2 separate regions of the Athene noctua genome follow, and region 2 is linked to region 1. Evidence: chromatin contacts called from public Hi-C data. All regions are on one chromosome and are shown on one strand. The core of a region is the stretch at or near the end of the contact, and the rest is flanking DNA. Distances in the headings are between cores, read along the strand shown.

Region 1 (6,748 bases), core at 135-2,634:
GAAGATCCTGTGCTACACCTGAGGCTGGGCTCTGCGCTCGACCCTTTCCATCTATGGATGACAGCTTGCAAACAGCGATGCCAGCCCGGCCGGGAGCCTGTAAACCGAGACATCTTTGCACCTCCTGACCATTAAACAGCCTTGGAAAGGAGCAGTTTCCCTGCACAATATGTGCAAGGGGTCTGCAACCCAGCACCAATCCTGCCTGCCCACCCAGCACTGCCCAAGCCCGTCTGCCAAACACCACCACCAAAAAATCCTAAAGGTGGGTTGAAAAGCTTGGGATGAAAACCATTAGGTGGAAGGAAAAGTGACCAGATTAGCTTTGTTCTAGGATCCCTAGGAGTTCTGTAGTCCCCTCTGCAACCACCATGCAAGAAATGGTCCCTAGAGTTTTTTTCATGCAAAAATGTGCAACCTTTGGGGTCTGTGACTTGGATTTGGGGTCTCTGCACGCCAGCAATGGGAGCAGGGAGGGCTTGAGGGGATAATGGATGCACCCTGCTTAGAAGCCATGATTTTGATGCCCTGTGAGTGCTGACATCTCTTCTCCTTGCTCAGTTTGGGACTGCTTTGCTCGTGGTTGTGGGCTAGAGTGTCCCAGCTGGCTTTCAGTCCCCCTGTCCTGTCAGGTCCCCCTGCACCCACAAGCATCAGGGGGAAGAGGAGCAGTCAGAGGGTGCTACATGGCACCCTGTTTTGGGGAGCTGGGGGTGATCACCAAACACCAAACAGGGCATCAAGCAAAACATCAGTGGCAGGAATAGTGCAAGCACAAGTGAGCTGAACCTGCACATCCTCAGCCCAAGCACAAACCGCCCCAGAGAGTGATAACCACAGAGAAAAGTCTCTCGGGAGGAAGGTCTCCTCTCTCACAAGGTCTCCCAGAGATGTTTCTTTGCTCTGATGCTGCCATCCAGTGGGAGAAACTCCCTCCCATGGGAAAGGCTGGAAACAAGGGTCTTGGGGTCCCCAGCCCTGGCAGGGGCAGCACCCACCACCACCAGCAGCCTTGGGCTGCTCTCGGGGACCCCCCTGCCAGGGACACTGCGAGCAAACCAGAGCCCCCATCGCCAACTCCCAACCCCAGCCTGGCTGTGATGGGCAAAATAAAAACTGTTCCCACGCCGCACACTCGAGCTCCTCCAGCACCCCAACGCCCTCCCGAAACCCAGCAAGGGGAGGCACCTGGATGAGGCAAGGGGCAGCAAGCTGAGCCTTCCTCGAGAGGAGGAGGAGGCTGAGGAGCTGCGGTGCAAGCAGGGTCCCAGCGGTGAAGACACCCAGTGCGATGCAGCCCCACAGGGAGCTGACAATGATGTCCCCGGACGCGGGATATTTGCAGTCTGAACACACCACGCCTGCAGAAAGCCAAATTCCAGCGTGTATTCATCAGCACTGGGGCTGCAAGGAGGGGAAAAAAACAAACAAAACTCCCCAGGATTTGCTCAGGGAAGCGAAACGACTTTGGCAATGGCGACAGAGCAGAGCGATGGCAAGTGTTGCATCCGCGGTGGCCAGCAGCCCCGAGGATCCCACAATGTGCCCGTTTGTTGTCCCGGTGGGCGGCTGGCTTCCCGCAGAAAGGAGCTTTCAGTAGGAATATTCAAAAGTTCAACCTCTTTCAGCAGCGCAAGGTTTGCTGGATTGTGTGACAGGCACAAAGGGACAGTGTTTCCTTGGGAGCGGGGAGGTTTTGTGGCTGCGAACATGGCTCTTTTCTTCCCCGCACAGAAGCCATCTGAGCGGAGGCAAGGCGTTATCGAGGCAGGATCATAGCCAGAGTCTTGCCTTAAAGGGAGAAAGCAGGAAAGATTTGTGTATATGGGAAAAAAAAAAAAAAAAAAAAAAAAAAAAAGAATTTGGGGATTTCTTTTGGCTGAAGGCAGAAGCTGTTTTCCCAAGTTGCTCCAGTTTCCAGGAAAGCCGGGATTTTCCTCCAAAATCAAGGGGGAAAACCCCTAACATTTTCCTTTTGTGCCAAGAGGAAATTTCTCCTGGGAACAAGCCCTGTGTGCAAACAAACACTCTGCCCTCTCCTCCAGGAAACAGAAGTTCCACCCACTCAAGATCAGCCAGAAACAACCCCCAGGACCAGCAATTCCCTGATAACCCCAACGAGTCAGCAGCATCCCAGCCGGGTCAGAGGCACACACCTCATCAGGGATGTGTTTCAAAAGCATCCACCACCTCTGCAAGCTGGCAAAGGCCATTTCTCCTGGCTGCAAAACCCACCCTCAAGCTCCAGCTCGCATTCAGGGAAGGGAAGGGGATGGGAGGTGTTGCAAAATATGGAAGGAGGATATTTGGTGTAGGAAATCTGGTCTACATCTGCAAACAGCCATGCTCTGGCATTAGGGCTGAGAACTGTGCACAGCTTGTCACACCTGAAGTCCTCATAATCCATAGCCGTGTCCAAAGCCCCTTCTGTGTGTTTAACTGCTGCACCGCTGTAAAATGGCACAGGAAACACTGGGGGTGGACAGCTTAAGGATGGGAAAAGGGGATTTTTTTTTTTAAAAACATACCACTGGTTTTAAAGAGACCTTCCTTGCTGGTGGGTCTGGAGAGGTAAAACCACCCAGCAAAGCCGAGCAGTGTCCCAGCTGCATGCGCTGACGAACTGCTCTGCCTTGCTGTAACGAAGCTGGATGGCAGCGGGCCTCAAGACCCGCTGAGGTGCCTCTGAGTCAGTCAGAGACGGGGATAAACCTCTGCCCGATGGAGAAACGCCAGCTAGGGGAAAGCACAACCTGGCTGGTGCTTCCAAGAGGAGCCAGGACAAGCTCACGACCGATGGCACGGTGGCATTGTCAGGGCGGCTCAGCTGACTCCCCATCGCGAGTGGGAAAACCCAAAACCTTCGTGCCCTGGAGGGGACGCTTCAGCATCACCCCCCGGCCCCACTGTGGGCTCCGTCCCTGGGACAAGCAGGTTCCTGGGGAGAAAAGGGTTTGGGGGAGGCAGGGAGGCCAGAGCAGGGTGCTGGAGGTTGGGGCAAAGCCACCCCTTGTCCCCGGGGTCCCTGCCCCGATTCCTGTGCCCAGCCGTGCCCTGTGCCCCTACGCGGGCTGTGCCCGGATCCCCACCGGGATGCCCAGCCCCGTGTGCAGGGTGCTCAGCTCCCCAGCGCCCGGTGCCCCCGGGACCCCCGTATCCAGCTTCTTCCCGGATCTCCCGTGCCCGGTGCCTCTGGTAGCCCCGTATCCAGGTTCTTCCCGGATCCCCGTGCCCGGTTTTCCCGGATCCCCCGTGCCCGGTTCCTTCCGGCATCCTCGTACCCAGGGGTTCTCCCGACTCCCCTATTCCCGGTGTCCCGAGTGCGCTCGGTGCCGGCGCTCCCGGCTCTTCCGCAGCCAGGTGCTCCCGGCTCCCCCCTTCCCGATGTTCCCGGGACCCCCACGCCCGGTTCTCCCCGGGAGCCGCTCCCGGGGGTGGGGGGGGCTCCCCGTGCCCCGGCCGGTTCCAGGTGCGGCCCGTCCCCCCCCCCGGGCCGCTCCTCCTCTCCTCTCCGCCCCGTCCCGTCCCGTCCCTCCTCCCCCGGGAAAGCTGAAGCGGGGCGGGCGGAAGCCGAACCCTCCCCGCCGGGCCGCGCCGCACCGGGGCCGCGCCGGGGCCACCATGGCTTCCATCGGCAACTTCTTCCGACGGAGCCTGCGGCGCTCCGGCCGCAGAGGTGAGGGGCGGGAGGGGACACCGGGGGGGGACACAGCCCCGCGCCGGGCTCCGGGGGAAGTGCCGGTGCCGGTGTTGGTACCGGTATCGCTGCCGGGACCGGGGCCGGTGCCAGCCCGGGGCCGCGGCTGCCGGCGGAGCGGGGACTTTCCCGGGCAGCGCAGCGCGGCCGCGCCGGGTGGCACCGCCGGTTGCGGGGAGCGGCACCGGCACCGGCTCGGTGCCCTCCAGCCCTGCCCCTAGGCGCTCGCCCTACGGAGCCCACCCGGGCCGCCTGCCCCCGGGGCTGACCCCATCTCCCAGGGCTTGCTCCATCCCCAGGCGCTTCCCCCCGCCCCCGGGAGCTGCACCCCCATCCCGGGAGCTGCACCCCATCCCCGGGAGCCTACCCCGTCCTAAATGAGCCTCCTCCATCCCCCGGGGGTTCACCCCGTCACGGGGGCAGCCCCACAACCTCCCTCTTACCGCATCCCCCAAAGCTTTCCCAGGCGGCCGGGCAGGCCGGAGCGTGGCACCGGGGGATCCGCGGGGACGGTGCCCCGGGGCAGGTCAGTGTCGTGGAACCTTTAGAGGAACGGTGCAGAAATGCGTCCTTTGGGATTTGTGAGCTTTTCCAAGACACAGGATGGATCGTTGGGGTTTTCTGGCCTGCCATATCTCAAGGAGGAGGAGGCTGAGGGGAGCCCTCATCCCTCTCTGCAGCTCCTGACAGGACATTGCAGAGAGGCTGGGGCTGGGCTCTGCTCCCAGGGGATCAGGGACAGGACAAGAGGGAACGGCTGGAAACTGCCACAGGGGAGGGTCAGGCTGGGCATGAGGAAAAAAATGTTTCCCAGCAAGAGTGGTCAGAGAGGAACAGGCTGCCCAGGGAGGGGGGAGTCCCCATCCCTGGGGGGGTTTAAGGGCCGTTGGGATGAGCTGTGGGGGGATGTGGGGTAGGGGAGAACTTTGTGGAGTCGGGCTGAGGGTTGGACTCGATGATCCCGAGGGGCTTTTCCAACCTGAACGATTCTGGGATTCTATAAGCCACAGCAGAGCAGGTTGGGGCAACCTGTGGATTTGGGGGGACGACTGCAAGCCGCCCCCCCCCCCCCCCCCGTTTCTGTTTTGTGCTGGCTGGCTCTTGTTCCGGGTGTGATACGTGATTTTCTGAGCTCAGCAGAAAAGGTGCGATAAAGCAAAAGCCATTTCCTCTCTGCTGGGGCAGGTGGGCGGCTGCACGGTGCGGGAGGCAGAGCTCCCCCACAAACCCTCGTGCCAGGACGGGAGATTTTGGCACACTGCAGCCCGGGAGTTTTCCAGGAGGAGAGAAACAGGTCGTGCTGCATCACAACGCAGGTCTGAGCGCAGCCCTTGGCTGATAAGGAAACCCCACTCTGGCCAGGGAAGCTGGTTGTGCAGCAAAACGTCTTTTTCTTTTAACACCAGCAGCCTCGGTGCCGTTTTTCCGCATGGGCCAGGGCGCACGCTGGCAGCCTTTGCCCTCTCGGTGCCCAGCGGAGGGAGGGGTGAAAATCCACACCACCAGCAGCCGTTTTCCACCCAGGAGCTGCCTGAGCACCCCCGGCCACCTGGCTCCTTCCCCTCCTCGCAGGGGATGCTCCTGCTGCTGGGGAGGCCGGGGGTAGTCCAAGAAATGGGATGTAGTCTCAGGGAATTGCTTTGCTTGGGAGCCGTGGTTTGGGGAGAACCCTCGAGTATCTCATTTGCAATCAGCAGTTCCCAGGACTGAGGACATCTGGCAGGGAGAGGTTGGGATTCATCTTGTAGGAGCCTTTGAAGGTGCTCAAACAAGATCTGTGCTGTTTGTTTGCTGATTTTTTTTCCCCTAAGGGAATAAAATTAACTGCTATAAAAGCATCCCCCAGTCTTCCCCACTTGGACTACGGGACTACAGGAGAGTTGTTGGCCAAAGCTCTTGTGACAGTGGCCTGTGTCCCTGGGACATGCAAGGACTGCAAATCCTGACAGCTTGGGGGAGTGCTGGGGCCTCTGATGCCACATTAAACCCATCCAACGCTGCACGATGGCGCGAGGCCCCGTACATGCCCAGAGCTCATCTTCCAGCCCAGGGATGGGGTACTGCAGCCTCGGAGGGATCTGGGCTCTCTCTGCCAGCGAGGGCTTTGCAAGCAGACCCTGCGCAGGGGAGTGCTGCCGGGTGACACCGCCCTTCGGCAGGGCTGGCCGTGCCGGGTCACGCGTTGGGCAGGTGCGTGGGTCAGTTTGCGGGAGGCAGCCCCGCAGCCCAGCAGGACCAGCCTCCGCGGAGCAGTGGGTTTTACTCGGCTGTTTGAAAACCCTGTGGAAAAGATGCAAATCCAGCCCTTGCTTGAGAGCGTGTCTTGTATTCTCTGAAATGCAGGAGGGGACTGGATAGGCAGGATTTAACCGGATTTGCACCTTAGCCTAACAATCTGTGATGGGAAAACAACCATCACCAGCATCCAGCGAAGACAGGGGATGCCAGCAGCCCTTCCCACCACACAGCCCGATCCCCTGTGGTCCCAGCAAGAACCTCCTGCCCCGGCCCCGTAGGTGAGATTGGACCACTGAAGCTGTTGCTGGAGCATCCCAAGGAGGAGCAGGAGAAGCAAGGAGCATCCTGTTGCCTGATTTTCCCTGGCCTGGAGCACCTTGCTGGGCTGTCACACAGGTGATCCCCACCGAGGACAAACCAGACGTGTTTGCAGCCAGGTCTCATCCTCAGGATACTCCTGGGCTTCCCCCTGCTGTGAAGGAACCTATTTGGGATGAATTTCACCCTGACAAGAGGAAGGACTTTGCATGTGGAGGTGGAGCAGCCTCAGGGTGTATCTGGGGGTGGCTTCATGATCTCCCTACCCCGAGCTGGGAAGGGCATTTCTGGTCCCTGGGAAGGGACATCGCATGGTGGGTCTGTGAGTGTCACCTTCTGGGATGAGCTTTCTGCTCCTGTCAGCTCCTGATGATCTGGAGTGAAGGCTGGAAAGGTGTTTCCAGCCTAAAGGTGGCAGCTTCAGAGCTGGAGGGTTACATGGGATGGGGTGTCCACCAGCACTGGTTTCGAAGGAGGGTGTCATGCACGGAGGAG
Region 2 (6,120 bases), core at 126-2,625, 140 kb after region 1:
CTGACTGGAGGTTTCTGTAATTCCTGAGAGGAGGAGGATCGCAGGCAGCTCACTGCCCTCTCGTCCGAGCAGAGGCAGATGGGCCATGCACGGACTGAGGCCCAGGAGCTGCGAAGGAAAACTTTTAACAGTTTAATTTCCTCAGCGAGCACTCTCAACTGTCCAGTTGTCAAACCACAGATGTTCTCTTTGGCTATGAGCCAGTCCACTGAGGAAGCAATAGTAAAACCTTTAAATACGTATGTCAGCCAGCTGGGAAAAGCAGCCTCTGAAAGTGTGAGTTGGGCTTTTGAAGTGGAATAATTGTCACTGTGAAGTTGTTTAACGGTATTCTGATTTGACAGGCTTGAGGACAATTCCTGAACTGGGATTTAAGAAGAATCCCCATTTTTTTGTATTGATTCGGTTACATATTCCCAGTCTCCACACAGAGCCAGACCTGAGGCTGCTGTTGATCCGTCACCCACCTGTGTGTTATTTCTCTTCTAAGAGCTTCGGCGGCGGGTAAGTGCTGTACAATGCCATTGATAAGAGAGGGAAATGGCATTTTAAGTCACACCACCCCTGTACAGGGCCTTGGCCGGCTCTTTCCCCTCTGCCCGCGGCTCCCGCAGCAGCTCAGGGGCCCGGGGACCCCTGTCCGTGCCGGCGGACGCTCACCCGAGCGGGGAAGGGCCGAGGACGGGAGCGGAGGCGGCGGCCCCCGGGCCAACCCCGCCTCTACCCCCTCCCCGCGGCCCCTCGCCCGCAGCCCGGCCCCTCGCCCCGCGGTGCCTCGTTACACAGCAGCGGCCGGGGGGGGCCGGGCCGTTCGGCGGGGGGACACGGGACATCCCCGGGCCCTGCCCGCGGAGGTTTAAGGCGGTTTGGGGCCGGGGGAGGCGGGGTGGCCTCAGCCCCGCCCCATCCCGCCCCCAGCCCCGCCCCAGCCCCGCCCCAGCCCCGCCCCAGCCCGCCCCCAGCCCCGCCCCATCCCGCCCCATCCCCGCCCCATCCCCGCCCCAGCCCGCCCCAGCCCGCCCCCAGCCCCGCCCCATCCCGCCCCATCCCGCCCCCCCAGAGCCGGCGGCTCGGCCCCGACAGTGCAGGCCACGCCCACACAGCTCGGTTTTGTTCAGGGGGCGGGGCTTGCTCTCCCGCCCACAGGGCTCCCCCAATGGCAGCGCCCCTCCGCTTCGAATTCAAACCGCCGCCGAGGAGGCCGGGGCTGGGCGTTGCCCAATCAGCGCCGGCGTGGCGGGCCGGAGGGCGGGGCTGTCCGCGAGGCGTCCCCCTCGTTGCTAGGCGCCGGGGGGGCGGAAGTCCCGCCTCCCCTCGCGCTGCCCGCGCCGCGCCGCCGCCGGTGCGTGAGGGGCGGGGCGGGGGGGCCGTTAAACCGGGGAGCGGCTGCCCGGGGGGCGTTAGGCCGCGGGGAGCAGCGAGGTGACGGGGAGGCTGTTCCCGTCCCTGTGCGGGGGCAGGTAGGCCCCGGCGGGGGGCGGCGCGCAGCCTTTGTCCGTGTGAGGGGGCAGTGGGGGGCGGCGGGTCCTGTCTGGGGATGGGGGTGGAATTCCTCCGTGGGGGGAGCCGGGGTGGGGGGAGCCGCTGGGCTGAGGCGGGGCTGGGTTGTTCCTGGCGGGGGTGGTGTGGCAGGGCCTGTGCGGGGTTAATTGTGCCGGGGGGAGGGGGGGTAAGGCCTTGGGGGGGTCGTTAAGCTATGGAGGGGTTTCCCCTCCGTAGGGGTGGGTTGTGTGAGCCGGGTGCCCGCTGCCCCCCTGGGGTGCGGCGGGGGTGTCCCCGTCCGTGGGAGGTGGGGCTGTCAGCTCAGGGTTCCGTGTCCATGAGGGTGGAGCGCTGGGGGGGAGGCCCCTGCCTTGGGGGTGCCAGGGGTATTCCTGCAGTAGGGAGAGTCCCACTAGGCAGCTTTGGGGAAGGGAGAGGGGTGCCTTTGGGGTCCCTGTCTGCTGGGGGGGGTGGAGGAAGGGGGCACTGGTGGGTATCCCAGTCTCAGGCACCTCTGGGGGCAGGTGGCCGCAGCAGGCCAGTGGGCGCCCTGCCTGTGACGGGTCAGCAGCTCACCCTGAAGGGACAAGGGTCGTCCCAGGGCAGGTGTTATGGTCCCGTTAGGGCTGTGGAGCCCAGTCCCAGTGGACTGGGAGGCTTTATTAGGCTCAGCTGAGGAGTAGGACTGGTTATAAAGGGTGAGGATTTGGTTCTCCCCCTCCAGCTGGATGCGAGAGCAGCTCCAGGAACAGGTTCCGGAGACCCCTGTTGGTGCATCAGGGTGGCAACTTGAAACCCAGGTTAATTCTGCTTAGCTGAGAAAAAGTCTCAGTATTAAGTGCTATTTTTGAAAAGCTATTTTTGCCCGCAATAAAATCCAGTCTCTTAGTTTCAGCACGATGCAAAGAGCCTCACGACTGAAGAGGGAGCTCTCCCTCTTGACTACGGAGCCACCCCCAGGCATCACCTGCTGGCAAACTGGAAACCAGCTCGATGACCTACGAGCACGTATGTACTTCTCTGGTGGGACTTTCCTATAGGTGAGAGTTTGCTGCTAGGCCTGGATTCGCTGGGTGATGTGTACTTTCTGAGTTGCGTGGAATTTTAGGAAAACGCTTGGGGTTTTTTTCTTGTTTTTCTTTAAACGTAGCTTGGCCTATGGCTTGGTCGGTTGGCCCACGGTTTTGTTTGCTGTGGGGTGCAGCTGGTCTCAGGTGACATTTTTCCATTCCTGGATCTGAGCAGTGTTAGAGTTCTGTAACTGTGGGAGGTATTTGGAGACTGTTGGGCAAATTCAAGTGCTTTTGAATGTAGCGCTTTTAATCTTGTTTTTAAAGAGATTTTAGGAGGTGCAGACACACCATATGAGAAGGGAATATTCAACCTGGAAATAGTTGTTCCTGAAAGGTAAGTGGGCAACAACATCTGGATAAGTAGCTGGTGTAGTGCTTCCTTCAAATATAACTTAATTGATGTGACATGTTTGATATAAGCGCTGCTATTTTGGTCTTTAGCCTCCCAGCAAAGAATGTGGTGGATTAGGTGAGACTCTTCATTTATGGAGTGTCATTGCTATTTCCCTTGGATGATACTTATTTTACATTGGGCATCCTAAGATGTGTGATTAACAGCCTAAAAGCATGAAGACAAGATCTCTGCTTTATTGTGTTGCCTCAAAGCTTTTTGGAAAGGAGGTTGTTCGTGAGTAGGAAGCTCACTATCACGTTTGCTCTTTGTGGAAAGCTGCTGAGGAAAGTGCTAGTCAGACACAGCAGAAAGCATCAAAGGCAGAGCATTTCCCCCTCAAAAAATTTGTGGGGAAGGCTGTCACTAAATGGTCAGAAGGAGGAAATGATGGCATTGCTTGAATGATGAAGCAACTGGCGTACAAATATAAATATAATTTTTTTGTTTCTTAACGCTTATCCCTTACAGGTACCCATTTGAGCCCCCGAAGATTCGCTTTCTGACCCCCATCTATCATCCCAACATTGACTCTGCTGGAAGGATTTGCCTGGATGTTCTTAAATTACCACCGAAGGTAAGATAGTGCTACTTGGGCACGGGTAAGCGAGCCCGAAGGGATTAATGAACTCCTTATCTTTTTCTTGTAAAAGCCTTATTGAATGTCTCATTGCTACTGACTTATTTACATGGGAGCACTGGAGTAAAGTTTTTGAGCGGCATCTCCTTTGTTTAGAGACTAGAACATGACCTGCTTTGTTCCATACAAGTTTCCAAGGTTTTAAGGACTGGAGTCGAAAGGCATTAGGTGGCCTCTGGAATCAGGCTGCCCCGGGACTGAGATGAGCAGGATACAGCCTGTGGTGTCAGTCAGGGCCCCTCGGGAGGCCGCAGCCTGTGGGGGGAGAACAGATCTGGTGTTCTTGGGGGGGTTTAAGTGCTGTAAGTCCTGAGGCAGCTGGTGGGCAGGTTGGGTTTAAATGCTGGGAGTCCTGAGGTTTCTCTAGGCAGGTTTCTTTGTGCTTCACGGCTTCTCTCGCCCTGTTTCCCTGAAGGGCGCGTGGAGACCTTCCCTGAACATCTCCACGCTGCTGACCTCCATCCAGCTGCTGATGGCTGAGCCCAACCCTGATGACCCTCTCATGGCAGACATAGTACGTGAGCTCCTCTTCCTCTCTCGTGGCCGTGGGCACAGACTGGGAAGGAATGGTGTGCTAGGCTGAGCCTGTGCTTCCACTTCAGGCTGACCTAGCGCTGAGGGATCTGGTGCAGCTGAGAACAGTCAGGGTGAGGTTCATGGTTGGACTGGATGATCCTCAAGGTCTTTTCCAACTGAGATGATTCTGGGATTCACGTGCTCTGGATTAACACACTAGCACATTACGTAGCAGTGTAGCTTAATCTGGATCAGGCCTGGGGCCATGACTGCCTTTCCCCAAAGCAGCTGGCCGGTGTGGTACAGGGTTTATGCCAGCAGTGGAAGAGAGATGTTAAGGTCTTCTCTTCAAGCCTGCTAAAGCAGCTAAACTAAAGCAAGCAAAGTGAATTTTATGCTTCATGCCACGTGCTTGTAGTGGTTTTGGTCTGGTTCTAGGAGTCCTAAAGCCAAACCTCAATCCCAGCTTCTTGGTGCGATGTTTGTATTAAACCAAATGTCCGTCTTTGTCTCACTCGTTACATTTAGTCCTCAGAGTACAAGTACAACAAGCAGCTGTTCTTGCTAAATGCCAAGGAGTGGACTGAGAAACACGCAAGCCAGCAGAAGAGGGTAAGAAACACGCTGCGCTTCCTTGGCAGAGTGTAGCTCCCTCTTTTGTGAGCTTTTGTCTCGTCTCAGTTTGCCTTTCACAGTTTCTTTGTGTCTGTCTGGCAGCATTTGTTCTTCCTTCCCCTCCTGTTCTCTGCTTTGGGTGTGTATTTAATTTCATCATACTTTTTTTTTTTTAAGATCATTAGATTTGCTTCTTCCAAATAAATGTGTCCATTCACAAATAACCAGTGTTTCTCAAGAAGGAGGAAGGATGAGTAAGGCTGATAAAGCCCTTCCCCAGGGATCCTGCAGCCCTGTTTCTTTCTCAGCTCTGTTCTGACCAGACTCTGTGTTCTGCTGTGGCTGTGCCCTGTGCTCAGCTGCGCCCGTTCTCCACCCGCTCACCCCTCTCCCTGGTCCCTGGCAGGGTGCAGCCTTCCTGCCACCACCCTTCCCCTTCTCCTGCCTCCGTTCTGCACCCTGACTTCTCTCCCAGAGGAGTCGTTTAAAAATAAATTGTGCTTAAGCAGATCAAAACCTGTTCCCCAAAATCAGTGATATCTGGGCCTTGTCCCTTACCTGGGTGACCAGAGCGACTTGCTCGTGCATGTACATGGCACTTCCAGGCTCAGCCATTATCCTGCTCTCCTGTCATTCCCCCTTCCTAACATTCCGAGCAGTGGGAGCAGGATAATTGAGGATAATTCCAACATAAAAGCTGGAAGCAGGGTCAGTTCTGATCTTCGTGGGGTGCCAGTTGTTCCAAGGTGTACGTACACAGCGGTGCTAAGGGATCTAAAACTAAATTATTCACAGCTGATACTTTTATTTCTTGTGTTCTCACAGGTTTCCCAGCCTTTGGAAGAGAAAATAAACCAAAGCGAAGCAAGTACCACCAATGACTCGACCATGCAGAAAAGAAAAGGGAGTAGCATCAGCAAGAAGGAGAAGAAATCTCGCCTGGATTCCTGAGGGGCTGCTGTTGTGGCTGTCACCTTCATTTTCACTGTCCTTTTCTCTTTACACAGGTATACCTAAATATTTTAAGCAATATGGAGCTGTAGCAGGCTTTCTTTTTCTATTTCCTAGGGGTTTTTTGGTGAAAAGTTCTATTATATAAATAAAATACAAAGCTTTAATTTATAAATATTTTTTTTGTTGCATGGGGTTTTTTTGAGAATTCTGAAGAAAACTAGAAGTACTGATTCAGCTTCCGATTTCCAGCTCTCTAGGAGGTGGGAACAGTATTTCAGTCTCTATTTTACTGTCTCTGCCTCAGATCAAACTGAGAGCAGAACCTAAGCAACAGCCATGTTAGAACTAGCTTGTGGAAACCCTTCTCTGCTAAAGGATACGTCCTTAAAACTCCCAAGACTTAAATCTCCAGCTCTGGAGCAGCCTGTTGGATTCCAGCTGCAGCTCAG

The links. Hi-C and Micro-C count contacts between places; a contact is called where the count stands out from the background.
Region 2: a contact with region 1 is called in a Hi-C map of heart, with 3 times the contacts expected there. The contact joins the promoter of UBE2T here to the promoter of MYBPH in region 1. A contact is called at or near these places in 2 of 2 Hi-C or Micro-C datasets (heart and liver).

The regions. Positions count from the first base shown.
Region 1 is chr23:3,023,332-3,030,079 of bAthNoc1.hap1.1, forward strand. It overlaps MYBPH (myosin binding protein H), which reads right to left and starts at 1,385. Exons shown (of 12, transcript XM_074925617.1): 1 at 1,189-1,385. It overlaps DENND2D (DENN domain containing 2D), which reads left to right and starts at 3,549. Exons shown (of 13, transcript XM_074925618.1): 1 at 3,549-3,676. The coding sequence starts at 3,622.
Region 2 is chr23:3,163,969-3,170,088 of bAthNoc1.hap1.1, forward strand. UBE2T (ubiquitin conjugating enzyme E2 T) reads left to right here and starts at 1,376. Exons shown (of 7, transcript XM_074925749.1): 1 at 1,376-1,460; 2 at 2,372-2,490; 3 at 2,820-2,889; 4 at 3,418-3,523; 5 at 4,002-4,100; 6 at 4,631-4,714; 7 at 5,543-6,120. The coding sequence starts at 2,382. The coding sequence ends at 5,668. LOC141969697 (tetraspanin-18-like) reads right to left here. Exons shown (of 9, transcript XM_074925744.1): 9 at 5,621-5,730.